2 separate regions of the Sus scrofa genome follow, and region 2 is linked to region 1. The links are chromatin contacts, called in public HiChIP or PLAC-seq maps. All regions are on one chromosome and are shown on one strand. The core of a region is the stretch at or near the end of the contact, and the rest is flanking DNA. Distances in the headings are between cores, read along the strand shown. Region 1 overlaps BRD4 (bromodomain containing 4). Region 2 holds the start of SYDE1 (rho GTPase-activating protein SYDE1).

Region 1 (7,515 bases), core at 3,274-5,773:
GGTGACTGGGTTCTGTATGGAATGGGAGTTGGTCACAGGGAAGGGAAAGACTTGTGAGGTGTCACCTACCCATTTGCCTGCCGCCTTTTCCTAGCAGGGACCATGCCCAAAAAGCTTCCCTGCCAAGCTCCAAACCACTAGCTCTACTAAAAGAAGATACCGAATGCATTGGGAGCTGAGCTATGAGATCTCCTTGTGGGTCAGAGGCCTAGTCTAGAGTGACCTGAACAATTGCACCCCAACTGGCTTTGCCTTGGAACCATGTCAATGTCCATCTGACAGCTTAGCAAAATGAGGCTTGGAGAAGTTAAGGGACTTGCCCCAGGTCACACAGCTAAAAAGTTAACAATTCAGTGGCCTCCAAGGGCACCACCTTCTGAAGCTCGCTCCTTCCTACTCTCCCAGGGGAAGCAGAGATTTGAGTTGGGGTGAGAGAGACCACTGTTGCCAGCATGGGCCAAGGCCTGGCCACATAGCTGCGGGACAGGTAAGGAGAGTGCTGACAAGGGAGAAGGACACAGTGTATCGCACTTTGCAGAGGGAGAGACGGAAGCAGGCAGGTCAGCCAGGCAACCTCCCTGGACAACCAGGAGCAAATGGGGGAGGTGCTCAATGTCATAACTAGTAAAGGAAACCTCTGGCCAGACTCCCCTTCCTCTTAGGAGACGGGTGCCTCAGAAAAGTCCCTGTGTTGGGATGCAGTCAATGTGCTGCAGGGAGAAAGCAGTATGTGTCCCAGCTCCTCAGGAGCAGATAACTTGTTGCTATGAACGTGTGGTGTGTGCCTGTCTCTGTGAGGAGTGCACAAGAACCAACATGATCCCCTCTGCTCCCACTCCAGAGGTTTATGCTAGTGAACTTCTGTCAGCTGGGTGTCACTGCTGGGTGCAAACCTTGGAGAGGGAGAAAGGGAAAGTAGGCCCAGAAGCCCAAATAGTGCTAAAGAGTTAGGAGATGATGAAGTCACTAACCACCAGGTGGGAGGTGGGACCTATGTTGCCTTTCGGATCCCTGTCACTGACAGGCACCTCATGGCTTGGCCTGGCATCCCCTGGGCTCCCTGCCAGGGTGATGGCTCTTGATGCTGGTGTTGGAGGACACATGCTTTTGCCCAAAGTGGGGGCTACCTTTGCTGGTAGCTGCTTCATGGAGGACCGTGCTAAGCTTCTGTGAGGTGCATGGTCTCAGGGTGCAGCATACGACCAAAAGTGATCAGAAGGGGCCTTTTGCCCTGCAAGAGCTCACCATTTCATGCAAGAGACAAGACAATGACACAGACCTCAGCAGCTACTGACATATGTCCTCACACAAATGGCAGCAACTGGGGACACCTGGGACAAGGGAACTGTAGGCCCAGCCCCAAACCCAGACACTAGATATGCCAGGATATAGGGCTCAGGACTCTGGGTCACATATGAAACCTGGTGAGGACACTCTTGTGGTTCACACATACAAAAGGGAGCCGTGTGGGTGATCTGCAAGATGAGGGCCGCAGGACAGAGTAGGAACACTGGACTACACAGGCCGGAGGCCCAGGACCAAGGGGACCCTATATACATAGGGGTAAAGCATGGTAGAGAGAGGATGCTGAGCCAAGGGAGTGGGAGAGGCCAGGGCATCTCTCCAGGCCCAGATCCTTTCTCAGTATGGATTCCGGTAACAGAAACTGCTGTTCAGGAGAGGCTGGGGGCAGCTGCTTGTGCACCTTTGGGGGGCTGGGGTAGGAAGTGGGCCAATGGGTAAAGTCTGATCAGGACAGGACATTGTGCTATGCAGAGAAGGCTAGGCAGGGTCAGGGGAAAAAACACTTTTTTCTACCATAAAAGAGGGCCAGTGGCTCTGAGCCCAAACTCCCCACAGCCATGAGGAGAGGCCCACATGGGAACTAGTAGAGGCAAAATGTGATGTGGCCCTGAGAATCTATGGAGTGAGTGGATTTCAGCTGCCTTAGAAAGGTCACTGGGAGTATGTACTATTCCAAGGCTTCAGAGAAGTGCTGGGCAGGGCAGGCCTGAATGGGAAAGAAGGTGGGAGGTATATAGCAGACCCCAGGACCAGAGGACCAAAGGGACCAGCAGTGCAGACCAAAGGATGCTGGAGCCTGTTTGGGACAGCCACATTTGGTTCACTTGAACCAAGCCACATCTTGGTTCACTGGTTCACCGAGCCTTGTGTTGGAGTTACTGGTAGGGAGACAAGACAGGAAATGCACAATTTCACAACACACCAACCCCAAGACACCCCCACACAAAACTCTCTAGAAAGGGTTACATGAAGATGGCCTCAAGTACTGTGTTATCTTTATTCCATGAAAATCTTGAACTCAACACAAATTTCATCTTTACATAGGATGGTAATTGTACAAAGAAAACGTTTTTTTGTAAAATCTGATTAAAACACTGATTCCTCCCCACTCCCCCACCCAACTCAAGGGAAGGAGACAGGATAGAAGGTAAGGGCAGAGTTGCAGAGCCCCTCAACTGAACCAACTGAGAGCTTCAGCACTAGGAGTTGCCTGGGCCTCCCACTCCTCCTACAGCAACTCCTCAGGCCCAGCTGGCACCTCCCACTGCCCGCATGCTGGAGGCTGCCATCAAGGAGTGAACGGGCTTCTGCTCTCTCTGTTCTGTTCCTGGGACACTGGGCATAGATGGCAGTCAGGTCTAGAGATCAAGTTCTCTGCCAGATGGAAGCCCCATAGGCAAGAGGGATGGGATCCCTGGACAGTAAGGGTGCGATGACCACACATGACAGCTGGCCTGTGGCTATAGCTCATGTGCACGAGTGGGAAGGGGTGGGGCAGCACACAGGCCAACACTGTGGGAATCTAGCCTGCCATCTGTTCCAAGACAGCAGAATCTTCCCAGAAAGACAATGCCAGCGGCTTCCCAACTGTCCTGTGGGAATCTCTAGGCATAAAGCCCCCTGGCCCTAGACAGGCCGAGCTGTACTGGGAACCCATAAAACACAGGCCAAAGGGCAGCTCAAAATAATTTGTTTGGCAAATGGAGTTTGACTGGAAGCTAACAGGACAGAGGACCAGGGAGCAGCCTAGGAACTTTTAAGTATCACTGCAGGGCCCTGGAGGCTCTGGGAAGGCTGAATCTAGAACCCAAGGCCAAGGCCAGTCTAGGGAAGTTAGAGCTGCTTGGGCCCAAGGCCTTAAGGAGCTGAGAGGAGTGCCAGGGTTTCTGCACAGGTGGTGGCCAGCTGCACCTCCTCAAGGCTGCTTCTAGCTTCAAAAGAAAGCAGACTCCAAGATGCCAGGAGACAGCTAGGCTTTAAAGAAGTACACACAAACTACACTTAAAACAAAAAAGCTCTTTGAAACGCAGATGCTATTTCTTAGGGGACTTTTCATGTCAGGCAATTTTCTGCTGAGATGCTGGATTCATGACCAAAAAAGGGCCAATACTTATTTTGAGAGAGAGAGAGAGAGAGAGAGAGAGAGAGAGAGAGAGAGAGAGAGAGAGAGAGAGAGGGAGGGAGGGAGGGAGAGAGAGAGAGAGAGAGAGTAGGAAAAAAAAAAAAACAAAAACCCCAAAAAACTCCCCCCAAAACACATATTCAGTACCTCTCAGAGGGCTTGGATGATGTGGCCACCCTGACCTGCCACACTCCCAGTGGTTGCCATCATTTAGGAGGGTACTTGCACTGGCAATGCACCTCAGAGATGTGCACAGAACAGGCCTCAAAGGCTCTGCCGCCCATAGTGACTGATCTGCTATTGTGGGTTTTGAGAGCCCTTTCTTTCACACTAGGCCCAGATCCCAACTCCACTGGGGAAAGGGATGATGGGCTACAGGAGCCAGGTCAGCTGGCTGCATGGCCACTACTCCCAGGATACCCATCACTGATGGCCTGGCAACTCCTGCCCACTGTAGCCTGCTTCTAATTACCTGGGAGGAATGGGGAGGCAGCCTAGGAGGTACTTTCCCTATGTGACTTTAGGAGAAGAGGCCAAAAGAAGTTGGGAAAATGCCCAACAGACAACAACAGGAACAATGAAAACAGAAGAAAGACTGCAGGGGAACTGTGGGTCAGCTGTGGCTGATGACAGGATCCAGCTAATGGAGCCTCATGGGCCACCAGAGCAAAGGTTTACTGGGGGTCAGCCCCAGTGAGCCTTGCGGCCCAGCTGGCCTCGTCTCTAAAACCCCATTTCTCACTTCGGAAAGCTCTAGATATCAGGGTGTTCTTCCTTAGGCTGAGTGAGATCTTCCCTGGGCTAGTATCATTGCAAGGTCCAGGAGAGAAGCAGTTAGGATCCAGAGTCCCAGAAAAAGACGGAGGGGTGAAGAGAGAAAACATATTTGTGATGGGTCCTTGCACACAGAGCAGCACCACATGTATGTGTGTGCAGGGGGACTGTCATCACCCTTTGGGAGATGCCACCCCACCAAAGGATCCCAGACGACCAGGGAGGCTGGGCAGGACCGCCAGGCAGTCTTTACACAGGAGGCCCGGGTGAACAGCCAGGCAGGCAGCCTTCCCGGAGGCGGGACTAGGCGTGAGCTGCTGGGCATGACTAATCCACCCCAGGGGACAGGCCCAGGGCTCTGAGGAATTCCATAACTTGATGGAGTCCTGTCCCTTTCACGGAAGAAAATGGACTTAAGCTATAGCTTGCTGGGAAGGAATCTGGAACTGAAGACCGTTTTATTAAGAGTCCGTGTCCAATGATTAGGCAGGACCTACATAGAGGAAGAGAGAAACCAGTGTGAGAGAAATGGTGTGGAATGTACCATTCAAGTCATAAGAACAGAAGAACCACAGACTGAGTCAGCCTCCTCTTCCCTGCTTGCTGTCAGGGCTCAGAGAACAGCACCGCAGACTAGGAGTTCCGCCCCCTGCCTAAACAGCTGTGGGTGGGGACAGACCCACCTTCCCCTTGGAAGAGCCTCGGATCCAGCAGGCGTAAATAGCTCCAGAACTGCCTGAGCCTGTTTATGCTTCTAGACAGAACTGCTTCTAATGAGTTCCATGTGTGCCAAGTGCAGGCTGGTGCCTTCTTTTCTGGTCTTTGCACCTAAGAGGCTCCCCTGTCTATCCTTCTTGCCATCACTTCTGAAGAACTGGTGTGTCAGGCCCATTTGGCATCCACTGATGCTGAGATTATCCTCCCAGAGTCTGCTTTTCTGCACCATGTCTATCTCAGAGAGGTGATGCTGACTTTTCCTCAGGGCTTGGTGGAGATAAGAAACCTCAAGAAAGGGGCTCTGGAGTGCAGGACCTCTAGCTTACAGCCTCACCTGCATTCCTTCAGACCCCAAAAAACAAACACAGAAAATTATAAAAAGAGGAGCTGGTTACATAAACTGTTGAGTAGAACAAAAAATAAAAACAAGTTCAGGAAGAAAGTTGTCCTTTCTTTTTTCTGCAGCTCCTCTTGACTGGGGAAGGGGCATGGGGCTTGTTTCCAACCACATAGCAAAGCAGACCTTCTGTTGGAGAGGATGCAACCAACACTGCACTCCCATGGACTCCAAGGGTGTGTATGGGAAAAACCCGCTCACCAGATGGCCTCTCATTCAGGGCACATTCCACAAGGCTTGCCTTCACCCATGAGCACCAGATTCCCTCCAGCTACAACCCCTGTGAGTGGTGAGGGGTTACCTGGCGGTGCAGGCAGACCAGCTAGGCTGTGTCCCTCCAGTTCTCTTCTCACCCCAACCCCTGCCAGGGGACTTACCCCCTTCCCAAGAGCAACTGTCACACCCTTGGAACAGCAGCAGCAGGCCCCAAATTGGGAATGGAATCAAGTCCTCCCAAGACCCCGGGGATCGGAAGCTGAGGCTGGTTGTCTGGGAAGAATGCCCCACGGCCTCTGTCTGCACTTTCCAGCTCAAATCTTTCCAAAACATCAAGCATTCCTTTTCCCCCTGGAGCTATTAAGAAACACCCACATGCTCCGATCCTGGGAAAAGGAAACCAGGAGACAAAAATAGATGGAGTGCACTCCCTCTGCAACTAGAAGACTAGGACCAAGTCCAAGAGAATAACCCCATACTTCCCTGAACTCCTGGTCCCAGCCCAGGCTAGGGCCACTCCTGAGAGGGACAGGAGCTGTGTGTGTCCACCCCTGGCCCCCAAAAGACCTGTGGGTAGCATTTTGGAAGAGTCAGACATCAGCAATGTGATGGGGTGAAAGCTTAAGATGGCTCAGCAGCAGTGGGATGGTGGCACTAGTACCAGCAACCCCCATTCAAATACTGAACCTTCAAGTAGATCCAAAATTTAGCTAGGATCAAAGCCCAATGGAAGACTACGACCCAAGTAACAGCTGGGTTCAGAAGATGTGATGGGACTGGCCAACAGTGCTGCATGCTACTGGGCAGGAGGAAGAATACATGGTGGTCTGAGGCAGAGTTGGGAAAAGAAACACCCCCCCGCCCTAGTCTGCAGACCACTGCTTCAGCCCAAGGACCTGCCCATGTTCTAACAAGTTGGTGGCATCCTTGCTATGGACAGTGGCCAGAGAGGAGTCTGTGTACCACTACCTTAGCCCCAATTTAGTGCCTCTATTCTTTTGGTGATTCATGTCTTTAGGCTGTGTTGGCAGAAAAGACAAAATAGGCCCTTATAGGAATTTCAGCTCTAATCCAAATGGAGAATAAGAACAAGGAGAGCAAAACAAGCCCCCAAAGACCAAGAGAAACACCTTCAATGCCCCCCGCCAAGCCCCATCCCCCCAAGGCAGAACCACCTAGAACTGGTCCCAGCAAGAGCAGCTGCTGGAGGAGATGCCTTGAGAGCAACTGCAGTTTCCTGTGCAGAACGGGACAGCAGATTGCTACATTCAGTGGAAATGGGGCACAGGCTCCCACTTTGGCACCTGAACTGTCTGAGCTGCAGGGCACAAACCTATAGTGTGGGTAAAAGCTCTCAGCTGGCCCAGACAGAGCTCTCCAGCGCACATGGATGGCAAAGGAAAAGTCAGGACCACAAAAACCAAGGAGAGCCTCAAAAAACCCAAGGTGGGGAGAATGCCTGGGAAGGAAAAGGAGCTAGTGCAGCCAAGGGAGCCGCCAGGGCTGGATTTCTGGAGCCTGGGAGCCTGTAGGCTGGCGGCTCCAAGACTGTAAATCTCGCCCTCTTTCCCGCCAGGACAGCTGTTCCCAGGACTCTCAGATTACTTGTTGCACAATCTTTCCATTTCTTTAAAAGGGGGAAAAATGTGAAAAAAAAAAATCTCGGCAGCAGCAAAGACCTGTTAGAAATGCTGTTATGGTCGCTCCACAGCAGGCAGCATGTAGGGCACTCAGAAGCATAGGAGTGTTACTGCAAATGTACCCTGAAAAGCTCAGGGGCCAAGGACAAAGGCCACAGTCACAGTTTGCAATTGAGACATCAGGATGTGATGATCATAACCCTGTAAGGTGCCACACTGGACGGGACCAAGCCACGTTCTTTTGACAATCAGGTCCTTTGCCAATTTCAACTTTGGGGGTTTTTTTTGGTTGCTCAGATCTTAGGAAAAAAGGCTGCGAAACCTGGTAGGAGAAGCTCGATAAA
Region 2 (7,515 bases), core at 2,300-4,799, 120 kb before region 1:
AATTATTTGGCATGGCCCCCAGGTATACAATAGATTTCTACAAGGTAGCATAATACAAGGGCTTAGAGGCTACCTCCCAGAGCCAGTCAAGGGCCAGACCATTCTTTGGAATGTGCAAGAGATCAGAGGCCTGAGAAGGGAGGAGGAAGGAGCTAAGGAATGACACGGGGTCTCTTCCTGGCCCGGCCCACCCCAGGCCTCTTGTCCCTAGCTGACCAGTCACCCCTATCCAGCCTGCCTCCTCTTCCTCTGGGACAACTTCTTTGAGGCCCTCGTGACCAGTACCCTCAGGCTCTGCACACTGGACGCTGAGACAGCTCTTGGCATGGCCACAGGTGACCAATTGCTAAATGTGTCCTAGGACCTGTGCAGGAGCGTGGCCAGCAGGAGAGCCCAGCAGGCCTTCAGCTAATAAAAGGAGGGCACTGTGTGGGCAACAGGGGGACCCACTGTACCTCAGCTGCAGCTCCAAAACTGCCTGGTGTGGCTTTTCAAAGGGCCACTGGGAGGCTCTGGCCAAGATATGCTGCCCTTTTAACTACCTCCTAGGTGACACCACATACTCCCTCAGGAAGATGCCTCTTGGTAACTCGACTACCCTTTGTCCCTTCAGCTCCTCAATACCACCCCAGTGGACATCTCTGAGCAGCCACCACTTCCCTGGTGCCTCTGGGGACTGACTCCCAGCCAGGGAGGTCTGTACAGGCTGCAGCACTTGCCTTCTCATCCTGGAAGATGCCAGATAAAGGTGAACCTCCAGTGTAGGAACAACTAGAATGACAGCAGGGGGTGGAGGATACTAGGAGCCTGCTCCCCATAAGCTGCTCCATCTTTCATTTCCCAGGAACTGAGGACCCCAGAGAGGGACAGGGGACTTAGTCCACAGACACATGCCCCATCCAACACCTCCTACCCCCATAGCCTTTATAAGAGAGGGAGTCTCTTTGGACCCATCCCTTTGGATAAATGAGGAAACTGAGGCCTGGAGAGAATGTCTTCATTTGATGTTTCCCAGAAGCTGATCCTAAGATAAGGATTCAAGAACAAGTAGTTTATTTGGAAATTGATCTAGGAAATGCTGAAAGGGCGGTGAAGAAGTGAGACAGAGAAGGGAAGGGAATCAGTAAAGAGTGAATTGATATGCAAGTTTTCGCCATAGGCAGGTAAAATTCAATCCCTTGGGGACCTCTGAGATTTTGTGTGGAACACATACCTCACTGATACCATCTGAGGGGTAAGGAAATTAGGGCACTTACTTATCTGCCAACTTCCATTGTCTGCCAAGAGGATGTAGAGCTCTACTCAAACACGACATGCACCATCTACCTGAATTTCAACAAAATCCTGTATCTCCTGGAGGCTGTGCTTATTCATAAGCATAGCACATTAGCCAATTATGTAAACATTTGGAGGAAAGAAGACATACACACACACTCCAAAATCCAAATGGTGATTAGTAAAATCCAGATGAATAATTTACAAACTTCACCAAGTGTGAAATTTAGCATTCATAATCATTTCATTATATACAGCCAGCAGATCATTTGTTCTCACTTATCAAGAATTTTTTTTTTTTTTTTTTTTTTTTTTTTTTTTTTTTTGCTTTTGCTTTTTAGGCTGCACTTGTGGCATATAGAAGTTCCCAGGCTAGAGGTCAAATTGGAACTACAGCTGCTGGCCTATGCTTATCTAGAGTTTCTGATTGCTGGGAAAAAATCATAGCCAATGGTGAATTAAATGAGCTGCATGTAACCAAATAAATGCAACAGGAAAAGTACAGAAACCCTGTCAAAAGGGTTTACCAAAAAATAAATATTGAGGAGTTCCCGTTGTGGCTCAGTGGTTAGTGAACCCAACTAGCACCCATGAGGATGTGGGTTTGATCCCTGGCCACATGAAGGCACTGCATGTACAAAGAGCCTGGGGCAGAAATAATTTGATATGAAGGAGAACCAGAGATGAGGTCATGGTGAGTGACAGGGACAACAAAGGAGACAAGGCCAGAAGTCTTGTTGGGACTGGATTTTATTTATAGGAATCTAGATTTTATTTTAGGTGGGGTGAGCAATTATAGGAAGACTGTTCGGCATGGATGTGCCATGATCTGAGTTCAGGTTTTTAAGTCCACTCTGAATATTGCATGGAGATTGGAATATACAAGTGAGGCAAGTTAAATTTTCCAAATGGCTACAATAATATCTGCCATCCCACATTCTCTCACACAAGAATGTTACAAGGTCACATTGACACATAGCCCACTGAGAGAGGTGCAGCCTATGACCCCTCTCCTTGAATCTGGTGCGAGAAGTAACACAGTTTGGCACTCAAAGCTGATTCAGCAAAGGTAATGTCTTGTTCATTTTGGATTTTTTTCTGCCTTGCCTGTGGCATGCAGAAGTTCCTGGGTCAGGGATGGAACACACATCACAGCAGTGACCAGTCATAGCAGTGACCAGAGCCACAGCAGTGACAAAGCCAGATCCTTAATCCACTGCACCACCAGGGACTTCCTGCCTTGTTCTTTTTTTTTTTTTTTTTTTTTTTTTTTTTTTTTTTTTTAGGACCACACGCACAGCAAATGGAGGTTCCCAGACCAGGGGTCTAATCAGAGCTATAGCTGCCGGCCTACGCCAGAGCCACAGCAAGGCCAGATCCAAGCCCCATCTGCGACCTACACCACAACTCATGGCAACTCCGGATCCTTAACCCACTAAGCAAGACCAGCAATCAAACCCACAACCTCATGGATTCTAGTCGGATTCACTTCCACTGCGCCACGACAGGAACTCCCTGCCTTGTTCATTTTTGAAGCTTCGGTAGATAAGCAAGAAGCCCAAATACTCTTGACTATTGAGCTGCTCGAAGCCCCCAATTCACATGGAGAAGCATGTGTAGGTGCCCTATTCCACAACCCCTATAGAGGTCCAGCCCACACCTGGCATCAATTGCAAGATCTGTAAGTGAACATTTTTCCAGGTGATTCTGGACCCTCACTTGTTGAGTAACCCCCTAAACCTCAAAATCTTTCCAACTGAATAGAAACAATGTTAGCTCACATTTCTGACCCACAGCATGTGTGAGCATCATGAAACTCTGTTTCACACCACTAAGTTTTGGGATGGTTTGTTAAACAGCAGCAGTAATTGGAATTGCCGGGGGCCGGTTGAGGGGAGGAGAACTGGGTGGAGGAGACAGGCACCGCAATGGCATCAGGAAACTAAGGAAATGGCCATGTCTTCAAAAACTGAGAGGTGCCTAGGGCTTGCACCAGGCTAGAACAGTGGATGGGGGGAAAGAAAAGGGATAAGTGCCCGATGAATTTTGTAATAAACCCAAGAGAACTTGCTGTAGGCGGTCATCAACAGAAGATGGATACGAGGAAAGATGAGGGCCTGGTCCTGCTCTACAATATTCAGTTGGAGCCCAGGAGGCAGCACAGAGCCCCCATTCACTCCCCTCTCGGCCCCAGGCGACTGACTACATATCCCAGCATCGCCCGCTCAGGCCGCGGGAAGGGGAAAGAAAAAAAAAAAAATTGGGGCCAAGCATTCCCGGAATGCGCTTCCTGCTGCCGCTGGACTGGGGGCGGGCGGGGAGGCCCAGGCGGGGCGGGGAGGGCGGGGGGCGGCGCGGCCCGAGCCCGGGGCGCGCACTCCGCCCGGCCCGGGCCCCAGCATGGCCGAGCCGCTGCTCAGGAAAACCTTCTCCCGCCTTCGGGGCCGGGAGAAACTTCCCCGGAAAAAGTCGGACGCGAAGGAGCGCGGTGAGAGGGGAAGGTGGAGAAGAAGGGGCGCCAGACCCCATCTGGCCTGGGAGGGGGTGTCCCGAGGCCCCAAGGAGGGACCACTGAGGGGACTGGGGAAGCCCAGCGGAGCCCCCTGCGGGCCGGGGTTGGGGGCCGGGGTAAGCAGGGGTCCTGGAAGTAACGGGCTGGGGGGAGAGGGGGCGCGGACCGTTATGTGCGCCTGGCCAGGGATGCCAGCGCTGCGTGCTCCTTGGGAGGCCCTGGAGGGGGCCTCACCCCTGACAGGAAATGGGGCCGAGGCGGAGCGCCTGGAGAGTGGAGGGGAGGAGGAGGTGGGAGGCTGAGAAACTGGGGTTTAGTCAAGTCAAGCAGGGAATACCCTGAGCCCTAGAGACCTGGTATAGGGTTGCCAGGCATACTCTTGCAGAGGAGGGAGAGAGGCGGTTCATCAAGCATGGTGGCCACCCCCTACCACCGTCCTCCCCCAACCGCCCCCGCCCCCCGCGACCTATTAACCAGTGACTGCAGCTGAACCCACCTAAGGCAGCCCCAGGAAACTGTCCCCTTTATACAGATGGGGAAACTGTGGCACAGAGAGGTTGAGTAATTTACCAGTGCCAGTGAAGTGATTTAACAGCTCTTTGGACTATGCTACTAAATGAAACCTCCAAGGCTGAGTCCTGGGGAATAGAAATCTGAAGTGACCAGAGGAGGGAGTCCACAGGCAAGACCTTAAAGAAATGGGAGCTGTGTCAGACAGGAAGTCCCAGGAAGGAAGGAGTTAAAGGAGGGGGTGCAGAGGACTGCATGGATCTGACCTCCCCCCCAGCCCTTCCCAAAGATTCCCAAGGTTCCCAGAGCAAAGGGACAGGGGTGCCCACGCACAGAAAAACACAGGAAACAGCTCGAGATGTCAGAAAGGGGAAGATGAGGGGGGAGGGAGGTCAAGGCATTGACCATGGAGGCCTGGCCTGGGCTGAGAGACAGGACCCGCTCCAAAATGCAGGCAGAGTTTGGAACACAAGCAAGGAGTTGGGGAGTGACATGCTGCAAGTAAGGGAAAACACAGCAGGCACTCTTGCTCTTATGCCTGCTCTTGTCTTCCAAGCAAGCTAGCCAGCGTCCACTGTGGACTATGGGTTTGACCAAGATGTGAGTGCCTGGGAAATGCTTCCCATGCTGAGCTCCCCAAAGCCTCCCTGAAGGGAGCAACAAATCCCTGCATTTCACAGGAGGAGACACTGAGGCTCAGAGATCGAAAGTGACTTACCCAAAGCCACCCAGCAAGAAGGGATGGGGCAGACCTCCATGCCAGAGTTAATGAGAGGCAAGGGGAAGCAGACTGGGGAATGCAGAACCCAAGCACAAAGAAACCCCACTGGACCGCTGAGGCTGGAGGGCAGAGGGACAGAGTCCTTTTTGGGATGGGGGGTAGTGTGCAGCTCTAAGCTGGTAATGAGATTGCTGGCCTGTTGCCACCCATTCTAAATGAATGTATAGACTGTCAGAGCTGAGTGCACCCCAGCCCCAGCCCCTGCTGGGAGAAGAGCCCTGGACTGGGGCTATTCTGGGGACAGTGGGAGGCTGGGTCTCATTTCCTTTGCACTTTACCAGGCCGCCCAGCCCAGCGCCAGGAGCCTAGCCCTCCAGAGCCAGAGCCCCAGGCCCTGGAAGGATCCCAGCCTGGAGCAGAGGGGCCTCCCAGCCCCGAAGAATCTCGTAGCCCGGCTCGGGGTGCCTACCTGCAGAGCCTGGAGCCCAGCAGCCGCCGATGGGTGCTGGGTGGGGCCAAACCACCGGAGGAGGCTGCTTTGGGGCCTGGGGCACCTGGCAGTGGAGAGCCTGCTGGTGAGATCTGGTACAACCCCATCCCTGAAGAGGACCCCAGACCTCCGACAGCTGAGCCCCCAGGGCTGCAGCCAGGCTCAGCTGAGCCAGAGAGCCTGACTTCCCCAGGTGAGCACAAGCCTCATACCCTGGAACCCCTAAGATGGCTACTAGCCCCACCCCCATCCCAAACTCAGATTTCTGGAGCCTGAGTTCTGCCTTCCCCACAGGCACAGCCCCTGCCAGTCCCCCAACCAAAGCCTCCCGCACCAAGTCTCCTGGCCCAGCCAGGCGCCTCTCAATGAAGATGAAGAAGCTGCCCGAGTTGCGGCGCCGCCTGAGCCTGCGGAGCACCCGGGCTGGCCGAGAGCGTGAGCGGGCCGCCCCAGAGGGCTCAGTCATCAGCCGTTACCACCTGGATAGCAGCGTAGGAACCCCGGGGCGGGCGGCAGTGGCTGAGGGCGCACGGGGCCTGAGGGCTGGTTACCTCAGTGATGGCGACTCACCCGAGCGCCCAGCAGGGCCCCCATCACCCACTGCCTTCCGCCCCTATGAGGTGGGCCCATCAGCCCGGTCGCCCCCGGCTGCACTCTGGGGCCGCCTCAGCCTGCACCTGTACGGGCTGGGGGGGCTACGGCCAGCACCTGGGGCCACTCCACGAGACCTCTGCTGCCTGCTGCAGGTGGATGGGGTGGCGCGGGCCCGAACGGGGCCGCTGCGTGGGGGGCCAGACTTCCTGCGTTTGGACCACACCTTCCACCTTGAACTCGAGGCTGCCCGGCTGCTGCGGGCCCTGGTGTTGGCATGGGACCCAGGCGTTCGGCGGCACAGGCCCTGCGCCCAGGGCACTGTGCTGCTGCCCACAGTTTTCCGAGGTAGGACGAATGGCTGCAAGGGAGGAGGGGTAGGGCTCAGGATCCAGCTCAGGGCTCCCTCCTTCCCCCAGAGAGCCCAGGGTACTAAGCCCAGGGTAGGGGCGTGGCTTGAAATAGGGGGCTAGGGCACAGGAGCCTGTGGTGGCACACCCCATTTAGGAGGCCCCCTTCTGTCTTCAGGATGCCAGGCCCAGCAGCTGGCCGTGCGCCTGGAGCCCCAAGGACTGCTATATGCCAAGCTGACCCTGTCAGAGCAACATGAAGCACCAAGCACAGCTGAGCCCCGTGTTTTCGGGTTGCCCTTACCACTGCTGGTGGAGCGGGAGCAGTCCCCAGGCCAGGTGCCCCTTATCATCCAGAAGTGTGTCGGGCAGATCGAGCGCCGAGGGCTGAGGGTAAGCCTCTCACCCCACCCTAACTAGCCCCCAAACCCACCCACCCCCTCCCAGAACACCCAGGGTACAAAAGCCGGGCTTCACCCTACCCCATCTGGGGAACTCCTAGCTCCAGTCCCAGCCTAGACAAGGGCAGCAGCCTCCCTTTGCCCCAGACCCTAGCACCTAGCCCATAATTCATGGGTCATCTGTTCATTTAGTAATACAGGATTCCAGCCCTTCTGCAGCTCTGAGCCTGATGGGGAAAAACATATGACTCCAGTAAATCACACATGTAAAACTGTGTCTGGGATAAGAGTGAAGAAGCTGGGAAAGCTTAAAGCAGGGCCTGACCTGCTGTTTGGGGTAGTCAGGGAGGGCTTTCCAGAGGAGGTGACAAGTAAGCTGAAAAGGAGTCAGTTTCCTGAGTCAAAGTGGGTGTGGGTGCCAGGACAAGTCATCCAGAGGATTTACAGGGCCAGGTTGTCCAGGCAGCCATGTAGGTCCCCCATGACAGGTGTCAGAGTACCAGGAAGGTAGTCAGTGAAGCCAGCCCCCAATCTCTCAGTCCATTGCCACACTGACCTAGACCTCTGGCCCTCACCCCATAGGGCCCTGATCAGTCTGTGGCCCTGATAAGACATCTCCTATCTGCTCCTACCCCCAGGTAGTGGGGCTATACCGTCTGTGCGGC

The links. HiChIP or PLAC-seq counts read pairs in DNA pulled down with a chosen protein or histone mark.
Region 2: a contact with region 1 is called in an H3K27ac HiChIP or PLAC-seq map of skeletal muscle. The contact joins the promoter of SYDE1 here to the enhancer-like site in region 1. A contact is called at or near these places in 5 of 47 Hi-C or Micro-C datasets (fetal heart ventricle, heart right ventricle, liver and 2 more) and 2 of 2 datasets of contacts at active chromatin or transcription factors (alveolar macrophages and skeletal muscle).

Annotation. Positions count from the first base shown.
Region 1 is chr2:62,329,544-62,337,058 of Sscrofa11.1, reverse strand. The region is part of intron 10 of BRD4 (bromodomain containing 4); the gene reads right to left. Among named protein-coding and RNA genes, the nearest start is that of EPHX3, 15 kb to the left of the region's middle. Within about 2 kb of position 4,523, at least 30 of the 83 cell types and tissues checked have an H3K27ac peak or open chromatin away from gene starts, as enhancers often do. A contact at or near this core is called in alveolar macrophages and skeletal muscle, where this site is marked.
Region 2 is chr2:62,449,978-62,457,492 of Sscrofa11.1, reverse strand. SYDE1 (rho GTPase-activating protein SYDE1) reads left to right here and starts at 3,549. Exons shown (of 8, transcript XM_003123426.4): 1 at 3,549-3,763; 2 at 5,360-5,701; 3 at 5,803-6,447; 4 at 6,628-6,842; 5 at 7,489-7,515. The coding sequence starts at 3,676.